2 separate regions of the Danio rerio genome follow, and region 1 is linked to region 2. The links are chromatin contacts, called in public HiCAR-type maps. All regions are on one chromosome and are shown on one strand. Each heading gives the region's core, a stretch centred on a gene start, on an enhancer-like site or on the middle of the called end of the contact. The rest is flanking DNA. Distances are from core to core; before and after follow the strand shown.

Region 1 (6,619 bases), core at 1,719-4,218, 150 kb after region 2:
AAAGAAAAAGAGCTAAAAATGGTCAAACCTAAAGCGGGTTTTAAATCAGATGTGTGGAAGCATTTCAGTTTCTCTCTGAAAAGAAACAAGAAAGAAGAAAAGGTGACCAAAAAAAGGGTATGCAGGCACTGCCAGACTGTGCAGAAATACAAGTCGTGGAATACGATTAACATGATGGGGATTCTTTTAGTCAGGGGGACAGCAGAACACAGCACACTGCTCAGATTGATGGAGACATTGACTTGTACCACCAAGAGACCTCTGTCTCACTCATGGCTTGTCCTTTCGAGTGGTGTTCTTTTTACATGGTTTAATATTTTTTTTATTAAAATTAAATAATTTAAGTTCCTGTTTGAAAGTTTACAAATAGATAATTTGTATGTCATTGATCTGTTCAGTGTTGAGGTAACCTGAACATTCTAGCACTTTTTTTAAGTCTCTTCAATAGTTTTGTTTTTCCTTTAAATGATTCAATAAATACCGTACCGTGCCGTTCATCCCGACGTATTACCGTATCGTGATATTTTGATACCGTTACATCCCTAATATATATATATATATATATATATATATATAATATATACACTTTTCAAAAACGAATGATTTACAGGTTCAACATAAAAATACAAAATAAAAGTATTGCTAAGTCTATCGCAAAACATTTGAAGATTACAACTTTCTCATGATGCTGTTATATTTAAGTTTCTGTCTGCATCCCCATAATGTCATATAATATGTTGCACTCATACAAGTTATAAAAACTATAACCAAAAACACTGTATTTTAAGATACCATGGTTTAAACGATAATATGAGACTATACTTTTGTTTTGTATGATACAATACAGTGGAAACCAGAAGTTTACATACACTGTATAAAATGCACATAACCATTAAAAAAAGTCAGATGTTAATGTGACTAAACTTTTTCTCTTTTAGGTAAGTTAGGATTATCAAATTTGTTTCTGTTATGCTAATAGCAGAATAATGAGAGATATTTTTGAGAAATTGTTATACATTTTCTTGAAAGTCAAGTTTACATACAATAAGATTATTATGCCTTTGAAAAAGCTCAGATAATGGTGTCAATGTTTTGGAAATTTTTGTTTGGCTAATTGACCATCTTTGAGTTAATTGTAGGCACAACTGTAGAATAGTATTTAAGAAAAAAACTAAAACACACTGCTACCTTTTCTGACAGCATTGGAAAATTAACAAGCCACAATCAAAAAAAAAAAAAAGCCAGATTGCAATTAGCTAAATTACACTGAGTAAAATGAGTCATGTCCTGTGGTCCGTTGGAACTAAGATCGAACTATTTACATACATTTGGTGGACAAAAAGGAAAGCTTACAAGCCTAGGAACACCATCCCAACTGTGAAGTATGGGGCGTCAGCATCATGTTGTGGGGCTGTTTTGGAAATGTACAGTATACACATGCACACGTCTACATACATGCACACATACACATATGTACATGTGCTCTTACACATGCGCACAATGACGAACTCGCTTTATTCACACGTAGTCACATATGCACACACTTACTCACAAACGCACATGTACACACACACTCACATGGACATACATAGGTACACACTCACTCACACATGCAATATACAGTGCTTAGCATAATCGAGTACACCCTATTTTGAAAATGAATATTTTGATCCATTTCTCAGTGAATATAGGACATGTATTTTTATGCATTTAAACAAAACAGATTTATTAAACTGATATATTTATTCAAATAATATTTTAGTCATCAAACATATTAAGAAATTGAAAGATAATACAATTAAATTCAAGCTAAATATTGCAAATATAAAAAAATTACAACCTACAAATTTTTTTGCTTCTCTTAATTTTTCCTCTTTTTTTATTTGTATTCATTATTTTTCTATAACATAAATTTGGTTGTACTAGTTTTTGGACCGTTATCATCAGTTTTTTTGTTAGATACTGTAAGCTCCAGATTTGGCTTCAGTACTGATAAATCTAATGTACATGAATTTAAAAGATAGATTTGTGATGGGTGAACTTATATATGCTGAGCACTGTATCTACACAATGCAAACACTCACAAATGTGAATCTACGTTTACATGCACACACGCATGTATGTAAGCACACACTCAAGTATGCACATGTAGTACATGTACATGATGTACATACACACTCACATATATGCTTACATACACACACACACACACACGCACACACACCCCTAGGGGTGATATGGCATAAGTTAACTTGTTTTTCATGTATTTGCTGGTGGTTTTTCTTTTTAAATGTAAAGAACTTTACATTTGATGGAGTAAGATAAATATTATAAACTTAAATGATTTTTGATTTGTTTGGTTTTTTCTTTTTTTATTATTGGTCTTTTTTTGTTTAGTTTTTTCCTTTCATTTACAACATGATGGAGGATGAAGAAACATAATGCATTTTGGTTATTTTTTACAGAGCCGAAATAGAAAAAAACATGTTTTTTTTTTTTTTAATCAAGTGCAATTTTTTTTTTTTACTATGTTTATCATCTTGTGTAAACTAAACTACAAAAACAGGATTTTGTGAAAATGTTGACATGGTTTGTATGCGTGCACTTCCTGTTCAGTATACAAGTATGCATGTTACAACGAAAACAACAATGGCAGACTACAGGACTGTGTTTGCGCAGGTGTGTGCTGTGGTGTTTCTTTGCAAAGTGCCATTGACACATGCTCAATGCAGTGTTTTAGTTGTTAGGCAAAAGTCCTGTACTGTGTTTCTTCTCTAAAAGAGAAAATTGAATCTGAAGCAATGCATACTGTATCTATTCCATACGCCAAGTTCTTTCCAGGCATGCTTGCTTGTATACAAATAGCCAAGTAATTGCTTCATTGCTAACATTTATGGACAAACACACACACACACCCTCATGATCTCACATGTAAGAAGATTAGACTAATGTAACACACTTTGAGCTTTGCTTTGAGTTTGTTGTTGGGTAATCAGCTACCTTTAAAAGAACCGCATGTCACCTTTAACCAGCACTGACATCATAATCTTATCCAGATTGCATGCGTTTGTGTGTTGAACACTTCAACATAAAAGTTATAAATAAATGCCATATAAGAACCATTTTTAATTTATGAAAAGGAATGTTTCATTTTTCATAGTGTAAAGAAATTAATTTTGTGGACTGTAAAGGTTTCATGTATGTTAAAATTTTTCATGGGACAATTGATGCCAATAGAGAGCCGTCATGTTTAAGAATCTGAGGAGGTTTTTTTATTTTTATTTTATTTGCTTCATTTGTTCACAATGTGTCAGCCAAGGAAACATTATGTAATCACAGTCTTAATGTATTTGCAAAAATATTTGGAATTATGCCATCACGAAGATGAAGTGAACCCGCAGCACTTTGCTTTTAGATACATGTCATCATTTCTGCAAAACACCCAGAAACTACTGAAGTGTGCCCAGAGGCTGACCGAAACTGAACTGAAGTTTCTCATGACACTTTTGTTTCTCACCTGCATCATTTCAGTTGCCTGCATGTTGACTGTGAACTGCTGTCAACTTATTAAGCTAAAGAGTTATTTTTATATACATTTTGTCAATTACATAATAGTTGTTCACTGTACAGTCCATAATGTTTACACAGAAACCCTTTAATACCATTGTTTGTAAATGACCCAGAGATGGGTTGCGGCTGGAAGGGCATCCGCTTCGTGAAAACTAGCAGGATGAGTTGGCGGTTTATTCGGCTGTGGCAACCCCGGATTAATAAAGGGACTAAGCCGACAAGAAAATGAATGAATGAATGAATGAATGTTTGTAAATGAAATACTTTTTAAAAGGCATTCTTTAAATTTTTAGTACTCTTTAGACATTACTTTTCAGATATTTTTATTTAATTATGTTTATTTTATGTTTACTTTTTTCTAAATGTATGCTTTTATTCAGCAGTGATGTATGAAATTGCCTAATTGATTCATCTTTAAATAAGATTGTCAGGATCAAAAATTATTCAAAGACTCCAAGATTTTAATCTTATTGCAGCAAGGGAACAATTCGTAAGAAACACAAGAGGTTCCAGGCCTGTAGTTAGCCTGGTAAAAGGGGTGGTTCTTTTTTTCTCAAAATGTGGACCTTTTTGCAGTTATTTTCCTCATTTTTATTGATTAAATACTGCATTTTAGTGACATTTTAAGCTCTATTTTTTGCTGGATTATCCTAGATGGTCATGAATGGTTTTGAATAATATTAATAGTAAATAGCTGTTGGAAATTCTGTTTTTTATACATTTAATTTTAATTACATATTTATTTCTTTTATTTATTTATTTATTTATTTTTATTTTTTTACAAATATTTCCCAAGTGATTTTTAACAGAGCAAGGATTTTTTCACAGTATTTCAAACATATTTTTCTTCTCAAGGAAGTCTTTTTTTAGTTGAGCTAGAAAATAAATGAATGGGTGAATGAATGAATGAATGAATGAATGAATGAATGAATGAATGAATGAATGAATGAATGAATGAATGAATGAATGAATGACAATAAAGACAATAATTTAATTTATAAAATAAATAAAAAAAATAAACTGCCAGGGTCATTATTGTTGTTATAATTATTTTTTTTGGACTAACTACAAAACAAACCACTGTTATCCAGAGGTTGGCCTATTTAACCAAACATACCTAGTTTACCTTTGTATGTCAATTTAAGCTGTATACTAGTATCTTGTAAAATAACCAGCAAAATATTATTTACTGTCTTCAAAATCATTTAAAGATTATAAAAGACAAAATCATTTAACTATTATAAATTAGTTATTAAAACTAATATGTTTAAAAAATGTGTTAAAATTAATTAGTTTGTATCTTCGTTGAACAACAGTAGTTGGGATATATTTGAAAAGGAATTAATAACTTAGTTTTCTGTAACTAAATTACAGAAATAACTGTATACAATTAAAACAGAAAAAGAGTCTGCAAATCTCTGCCCTAAAATACTAAATTGCCTTTTATGGTCAATCAAGAAAATTAAACCCACACCTACACGCAACACATAGTCACATTTAAAAAAAAAAAAAAAAAAAGTCATAACTTTTTTTTATGATTTTTTGTCATTTAATGGACATTTTGTGTGTGTTTTGTTTGGCAGATTTCCCTGCTCCACGGCCCGGTCAGCCTGGCAGAGCTCCTCCGGTCAGAAGCGTGTCTCTGGACATGAACATGCCTCCTAAAGGCGCTCAGGGTCAGTATCCTATGATGAGGAACAACAACCCCTACTCAATCATGCAGCAGCAAGGCATGATGGGAAACCACGCCGTCATGCCCAATCAGCCCAACATGGTGAACGCAGGTGAGTTTAAAAGTGCTGTGCATCTCAGCTATGGTTGAATATACAATAACACATCACCAAAAATAAAAAAGAAGAGCTTAACACCTATGAGAGGAAAGTTCCAGTGCTGCTTTGACCACATGGAAACCACAGTTTCATTGTGATCAGTACTGCACAGTCAAGTGTGATGCTTTTGGCTGTAAGCAAGGTGAATGTGCAAAATGGCACAAAAGTGCTGAGTCAGATCCAAAGCAAGACCCTCTGTTGTGTTTCTGTGAGGTCGGTTATGTTTTTTTTTTTTTTTTCATGTGCGGCTTGATTTGAATGACTCATAACCTTTGGAAAGAATTGCAGGCTTTTCTAGTCTGAAATTGTCTAAGTGTTTTCTCTCTCTCATGTGGACTTTTAAAATATGATAGTTTTAAATTATAATATATTTTTTACATGTTGGTCAAAGATGAAATGTCCCATTTTGGAACTACAAATTCAATACAACACAATACAATGGTAGAGAATCTAATAGAAAATATAACAAATGCATTCAAACATCCACTTTGATGTTTTTACCACCCATTTTAATTACATTTATTTTTCAAATGTTTCTGAAAGTACAATTCTTACAAGGGTAACCATGAACTGGTCAAACCCTCAAACATCCCTAAACCCCACCTATCCCCTAGGAGGAGAATAAAATTAAGCAGTGAAATAAATAAATATGTCTGATAGCATAATGGAAAATAAAATAAATAAAATACAAATAAGCTATATATATATATATATATATATATATATATATATATATTTATTTATTTATATATAAATATATATATATATATATATATATATATATATATATATATATTTATTTATATATATATATATATATATATATATATATATATATATATATATATATATATATATATATTAAGGTGAAGGAAAACATTATAACCCAGCAAAGATTTTTAGTGTATTCTTAACAAAAATAGGTAGAGGATTCCAATTTTTATTAAATATGTTTGTGAAGCCACTTAATGTAAGCTGTTTTTTTTTTTTTTTTCTGCACTGTAAAACCCAACAGTTGACTTTATCAAATGAAATGAGTGTAGGTAACTCAAAATTTACTGAAAGTTAATACTACTGATTTGAAAAGAGTTTTGAACTCAACGTTGAAGGTAATGCGTTAAATACCTCATTACTTCAACTTCAACAATACATTGTGAATATTGATGAAAAAAAACAGCCATTGGCATATTTCAATGACTGTTAGTTTGTACCATTCTTCT
Region 2 (6,826 bases), core at 1,691-4,190:
ATTTGTTGAATAGGTTGGTTCGTTCCGCTGTGGCAACCCCTGATAAATAAAGGGATTAAGCTGAATTAATATATTTATTTTTCCTAAACTCTGCATGTCAATGGTTACAGACTTCCTACATTCTTCAGTATATCGTTGAAAAAAAAAAAAAAAACTCTAACAGGCATGGAGTAAGTATATATAAAAATATATAACTATTAATCGTTTTATTTGATAATAAACACACAAATCATAGTTGTGTGAAAACAGGAGTTCAGAATATATCTGCTAATTTATTTATTTATTTTTTTGGATATGTTTAAACAAACTGTGCAGTTCAATACCTTGGTCAGTGACCTTTGTTTTGTTTATATAATAGATTGCTCATTATGTAGCATATATGTAGATTTCAGCTATCTAAAAAGTTTTATACAGTGTCTGCTTCTTTAAATATAAATTTTAACTAGATTTCTAATGTAAAGTAGGTTTTCAGTATGTTGATGTTTTAATCTTGTCTGTCTTTGAATGACGGAGCCTATAGAAAAGAATAACTGGACATGAATTCCATGTCAAAGAAGGTGGTGAATGACACCACATAACCCATTTGACAACATTCATTAGGTGATATGAACTATCAATGTTCTAACAATTATATAGTTAAATAGTAACGTATTATAAACTGATTAAAGTAATAATAACAATTTAATGTTTTAGTTGCATTTTTATTTTGTACTGTTTTGTTCCAAGTCAGTTATTCTAATTAATAAGCTCACTCTAGCAATGAAAAAAGTAGAGTGAAATATGTATGTTTATTAAATGCACAAGCAGACTTTCGGTTCGGTACGCTTTACAAACCAAACGATTCAGACTAATATCTAAAAAGATAAAAGAGAATAAGTGTACAAAATTTGATGTTTTCAGTGCAACAACACTCAACAAGGCATCCCACATGACGTGACAGGCAACATGCTGCCTTTTCTGCCCACCTCCAAACACTATTCCAGTCAGGCAAACGCTGCACTAGCTCGCAAAATGGCTATAACGTTAATGTCATCCTCCTATAACCAACAGCTAGTCTGGCGTTTGAACACACTTTGGTTTCGGTACATTTATAGCTGTGGATATGAGACAGGGCTCGAAATTGCGACCGTTTTGGTCAAAATAAATTTAGGAATGCATAAAATACATGTCGTGCGACCAGTTTTCACAACAAAATGTTCACCACGTGTGCGTAATTAGTAGGATTTTCACACACTTTGCACCTGAAAACGCCAAACGCAGCACTTAGGAATGGTTTAAAACAGTTGACATGTCAACTTGCAGTAATTAAAGCCTGCAATGCTTGCCCCGACTTCAAGCTCTTCTTATTGGCCCACTGCGCTAGAACAGAATGCGAATGGATTGGTTAATATTAGCTGTCAACCACTCAGTTGCAATGACAGGGAGCTATAGCCGTCTGGATATGAGAGAATGAAAACAGATTTAGTTTTAGAAACCACATAAAGTTACAAATAATGGCTCATCTGATTAGTTATCATGTAATGAATGTCAATCCAGCATTTACACTTTTCAAAGAGTGGATAAAAGACTTTCAGTGGTTAAAGTCCGCTATGAAAATGACTAAAGCATTCAATAGAAAGCCAGTGGGACAGAGTTTTCAGGTAACAATCACTGAATCTAAGCATTTTAAGCATAAGATGTTTCTCGTTATTTAATCCTTCATTTAATCATCACGATGCTGTCAATCGTGTGACTGACACCGCATTCACCATCGCTAACGAGCATGCATTCACTAAAACTAATATTGCAGCTCATGAAAAGACCGTTACTGCTATTAAGATGACGTATGCAAACAATAAGTCATATGTCAATATCAACTGTGCAATATCAGACACAGTCTGTGAGAACACAGCACAATTATTATTGTTAACTTATAATAGGGCCGGTACTTGAAATCAGAGAAATCCTCTGGCTTTTTTCTTTTTTTGCTTTATCGAAAACATACTGGACCGAGACACTACTGCTTTGCTTTATACACAGTTAAAGTATGGTGCATTCGTTTTATTTAAAGTTTGTGCTGGACATTATTGAGAATACAGAACTGAAGCTTGACCATACAATGTTAAATTGCAATTCAAATCGCAATATCAATGAGTAAAACTTTTCATTAAATAAGAAAATCAAATGTTCCTATAACAACATGCGCGCGCACGCACACACACACACACACACACACACAAAAGTATGTCACAATTAAACAAATTCAAAACGTACAGATCATCGTTTATGCTGTTTTCCATAAAATTGCATAAAGCTCAAATTTGTATTTATTTGCTCATTTTTAGAGACGAAATTTAGTGTAATGCCTTTGAGCTTCATAATTAAAAAACAAATTTTTTTTTTGGTCATTTAAGAAAAACTTTAATATTAATAGTTGTGATAAATTTGGTTTGTTGGGTTATAATTATGATTGGAAATTTCCGTACCATTATATCTGCGAACATGGAAATACAGAAACTTGTGGACATGGCAACGATGTAAAATAACATGATTAAGACAATGTTTTAAAATCAGAGTTGAAAATGAAACCTTAAAGAACTGCGTACGGATTTGACTTTTGTTGCTATCCTTTATCTGTTTTTATTTAGAGATGCGTTTTATTAAAACTGTAGTGTCTGTTTTTTTTTTTTTTTTTTTTTTCAATTGTACTACATTGGTTTCATTTCTATAGGGAAATGTACAGATGCAAACCGACAAGATTTGGTATAGAACCAACCCAATTTGACATCATTTTGCTCTTATATAAATACATTGATTTCCTTAAGGACTCTACTAACAACTTGAAGGGTTTAAGCTCTAAATACGCTAAAACGTGTTGTGTCTGAACCGTAGAAGTGGTTTGAGAGGCACTTTGCCAGACCTCAGCTGCGATTACATTCGCTTTTAAATCGAAGGAAGGTTTAAGGGCAGGCGAAAGGTGTGTTACTGATCCCTGTGCTGAATACGTTGGTCTGCACTTACAAGCGAGACGCTCCTTCTCCACTCAAGTATGTATTGATTTGACTTTGGCTGGTGACATTATGTTATTGCCACAGATTTACTGTGAAGGTTGCCATACTCAAACTGCCTCACTACTAAGATAATAGAGGTCACGTAGGCTCTGCTAAGAGCAAATATACTGTTGCTGAAGGTTGAATACAAGTTAAGCCTGATCTACAGCATCTGTGGCTTACCATTGATTAGCTCAAAATAATTTTGACTCTTTAAAAAGAAATGAGGTGAGACATTTACAATGCAAGTGTCAGTGACTTTTGCAGGATCTGAAGCTTATAATTTAGTAAAATCACTTGAATTAGTTTATTAAACATTCCATATCATTAGAGCTGTTTAAAGGGTGTCTATTATGCAAAAAATGACTTTTATAAATGGTTTAAGCACAGTTATGTGGTGACTGTGTGTGTGTGTTCCATGTTTTAATCACACTTCTTTAAAACACTGCAAAAACACTTTGATTGACAACCTCCCTTTGTACATGTTAATAGGGGTGGGGATCTGGGGTTATTGTTCCCTCATTAGCATAGACAGACCTGAGTGAGAAGCAGCCGTCCAAAATTAGTGTTTTCAGATTATACCTGCTGAAGATGTCAGCGACAGAGAATTATAAATGTAAAGTTTTATGCTGTGTTCACACCAAATGTGGCATGCGCGGATAAATTAGCTATTCATGCCTAAATAGACGCGTGAGCATTTTCAGTTTACTTGCTTGATTCGCGCCTCAAATTCACTTCATTCGCGACTCAAATTCACCTCACAACAGATGCGGATTTGCGTCATTTGCAGGGCTACTGTCTGCCTGGTGACTTTAGCTTTCTTGCTAAATGGCTAAGATGGATTTTATTGAGAGAATATCTGTGTTTATGTGCTTTATGGAGGCTGAAAAACAGCATTAATTTGTTTGAAGCCGTGTCTGAGTTCACTAGATCCTTTCAGGGGTGAACCAAAGCTCTGTGAGTTCATTAACTCCTCTAGAATCTTAACCAGGATGATGGAGCCCTGATAGTCCCTTTATTAATCCGGGGTCGCCACAGCGGAATGAACCGCCAACTTATCCAGCAAGTTTTTACGGATGCCCTTCCAGCCGCAACCCATCTCTGGGAAACATTCACACACACACTCATACACTACGGACAATTTAGCCGTGGGGAAACCGGAGCACCCGGAGGAAACCCACGCGAAGACATGCAAACTCCACACAGAAACACAACAGCACTTCCTACTGCGCCACTCCCTCGCCTGATTTTAAATAAGATTTAGTAAATACAGTATGCTCATGTATTACAAGTCAGAGATTTCTGAATGAAGGGTGGATTACTTGATTTTAAAATAATTGAAGGTAGCACATCTACTATCTGTGATTATTTATTGAACATCATTGGTAAATAACTGAAATTAAATCACACATTGCCTAAAACGGACACTGACTTTTTTTGTAAAAAAGTGAAAATAAGTAGTTTTTCACTTTTGGAAACTATTTTCAGTGTTTTTTATATTAAAAGTAATTAAGCAGCATCTCTTCTAAATAAAATAACTTGCATATCCTGAAAATAATATTTTAAACAATGCAATTCTTGCATCTTCTGTAAACAAATATTTTAATGAAAATAATTATTTGAATGTAATAGAAAATATGCCGACTCTAGGCTTCTCTGGTGCAGTTTACAACCTCATTGTCAATTTAGTGCAAAATAAGGTTCAAGAATGGGTCCATCATCTTACTTGACCATAGATCATGTGGTTGCGAAGTGAAAGCAGAAGAATAAATCAGCCTCAGACTTTAAAGGCTGATTTATAGCTCTGCATCGAGTGATTGGCATGACCCACTATGCCTGCCTTGCACATAGCGTTGAATTGGTATACTTTAGCATGCTGTTTTTATTGCTCCATAGTAACACTTCCGAAATGCTAGCTGGCAGTGGGTTTATATGTTCATCTGTGTCGAGTTTCTGTACGGCGGTTTTTCTTTTTCTGAATGCAACCTTAATGTGCAAGAAGCTAAATCTTGCTCATTCAGAGGCGGGACCAGGCAGACATGCAACAACTTTAATCATAAGGTAAACACAAAATAGCTCCTGCACGGATTGTCCTGCAGCTCTCTGTGCCACCCACGCATGTCAACGCTACCAAACCAACCAACCACAGGGTTTGCGCTACACGTCGTCGCAACATGTAGTAACATTTTTGAGAGGTGTGTGGGTATGCAACCGCATGAAGGCTGCGCTGGACCTGAGCTGGACCATACCTATGCTCTCGATATTAATTAGCCTTAACAGAGTAGGCTCATGTTCGAGATAAGGTTTTGAATTTCGATTTTGATAATTTTTTTATTAATCGTCCAGCCCTAGTATAGCTTTACAGTAAACATTTATGAACATATTGAGGCATCAGAGTTTTTGGTGAACAGACTGTTATCATAACATCATTAACACTTGACAGACTGTGTTCACACCAGACGCGGAACGCGCGGATAAATCGCTCTATTCACGCGTAAATAGACGCTTGAACATTTGAGTTTACTCGCTTCATACGCGCGTCAAACCCCGCTTCATTCGCGTGTCAAATTCACATCAGAACAGACGTGGATTCGCGTGATGGGTAGGGCTTCTGTCTGCCCGAAGACTCTAGCTTCATAGCTAAATGGCTAACATGGATTTTATGAAGAAAATAACAGTGTTTATGTGCTTTTATGAAGACTGAAAAACAGCGTCGATATGTTTAGGGTCGTGTCTGAGTCCACTACATCCTTGCAGAGTTGCATCAAGCTCTGTGAGCTCATAAACTCCTCCAGAAACTGAACCTGGATGACGGAGGCTTTCAGCGGTGCTTCTGACTGAGCCAAGCCGACTTTGATGAACTGTTGTCGGTGAAGGCTGGAGGATTTCTCTCGGAATACCGATAACAGGTTCTACGTCACAATCACGCCCCCACAAGAACAAGCTTCTGATTGGTTAACGCAGCGCGAATGTACGCTGAAGTTCAGATTTTCGAAATCGAGAGATTCGCGCGAAACGCTCGTTAAGCGCATCTAACACGCAAAACTCTCAATTCGCCCCGCGCCATTCGCACAATTTGCGTCATTCGTGCCGTCAGATGTCTATTCGTGCGTTTGCATTGACTTAACATGTAAATCACTCGCGCTTGACGCGCGTCTGGTGTGAACGCAGCATGAAAGGACGAACAGAAATCTCTCAGATTCCATTGAAAATATATTTTTCCATTGGTGTTCTGATGAATTAATTCCTTTGGTTGTGGAAAGGCAGGAAAGTTGAGAGTTAGTTAATGATCAAATTGTAATTACAAACAAATTTTAACACCCACATTTGTGTTTACATTTGTGGCTGTACTACAAAAGCAAGTCCATTTTAACATTTTTAACAACCAATTGGCCCCATTCACTTTCATTAAAAGCACCTTAGCACTTTCTTATCCTGCAAACTAGGTTGTTCTGTACACATTCTAGACTGCATTAAGTTAATTATGTTCCCTTTTCCTGCTCCATTTGTTCACCAGTGGATTGTGACCCAGTCAGACTCTACTTATTCCAGAAAGAATGGCCTTTTGCCACAAGAACATGAATTGATCATGCGCAAGCAACCCACAAGTAGTTCACCCACTTTAAAGCACTTCCTAGATGCCCAGCATGGTATCGGCATGATCTCGGTGATGGAATGCAGCAGGTTTTTCCACGTTACCAACGAGATCTGACTGGTTTCACGCTGCTGGGTGCTCTTAACCCAATTAATGAACCTGATAAATGAAAGTTAGCAATGCCTTCTCCCTACCAATGAAG

What was found. HiCAR-type assays count read pairs that join an accessible place to other places.
Region 1: a HiCAR-type map of caudal fin shows a contact between it and region 2, with 5 times the contacts expected there. The contact joins two enhancer-like sites. A contact is called at or near these places in 1 of 18 Hi-C or Micro-C datasets (caudal fin) and 1 of 4 datasets of contacts at active chromatin or transcription factors (caudal fin).

What each region holds. Positions count from the first base shown.
Region 1 is chr24:15,876,778-15,883,396 of GRCz12tu, forward strand. It overlaps ncoa2 (nuclear receptor coactivator 2), which reads left to right. Exons shown (of 22, transcript NM_131777.1): 13 at 5,154-5,354. Among named protein-coding and RNA genes, the nearest start is that of prdm14, 39 kb to the right of the region's middle. Within about 2 kb of position 2,969, at least 10 of the 62 cell types and tissues checked have an H3K27ac peak or open chromatin away from gene starts, as enhancers often do. A contact at or near this core is called in caudal fin, where this site is marked.
Region 2 is chr24:15,723,266-15,730,091 of GRCz12tu, forward strand. All of the region lies in intron 1 of ncoa2 (nuclear receptor coactivator 2), which reads left to right. Among named protein-coding and RNA genes, the nearest start is that of ncoa2, 19 kb to the left of the region's middle. Within about 2 kb of position 2,941, at least 2 of the 62 cell types and tissues checked have an H3K27ac peak or open chromatin away from gene starts, as enhancers often do. A contact at or near this core is called in caudal fin, where this site is marked.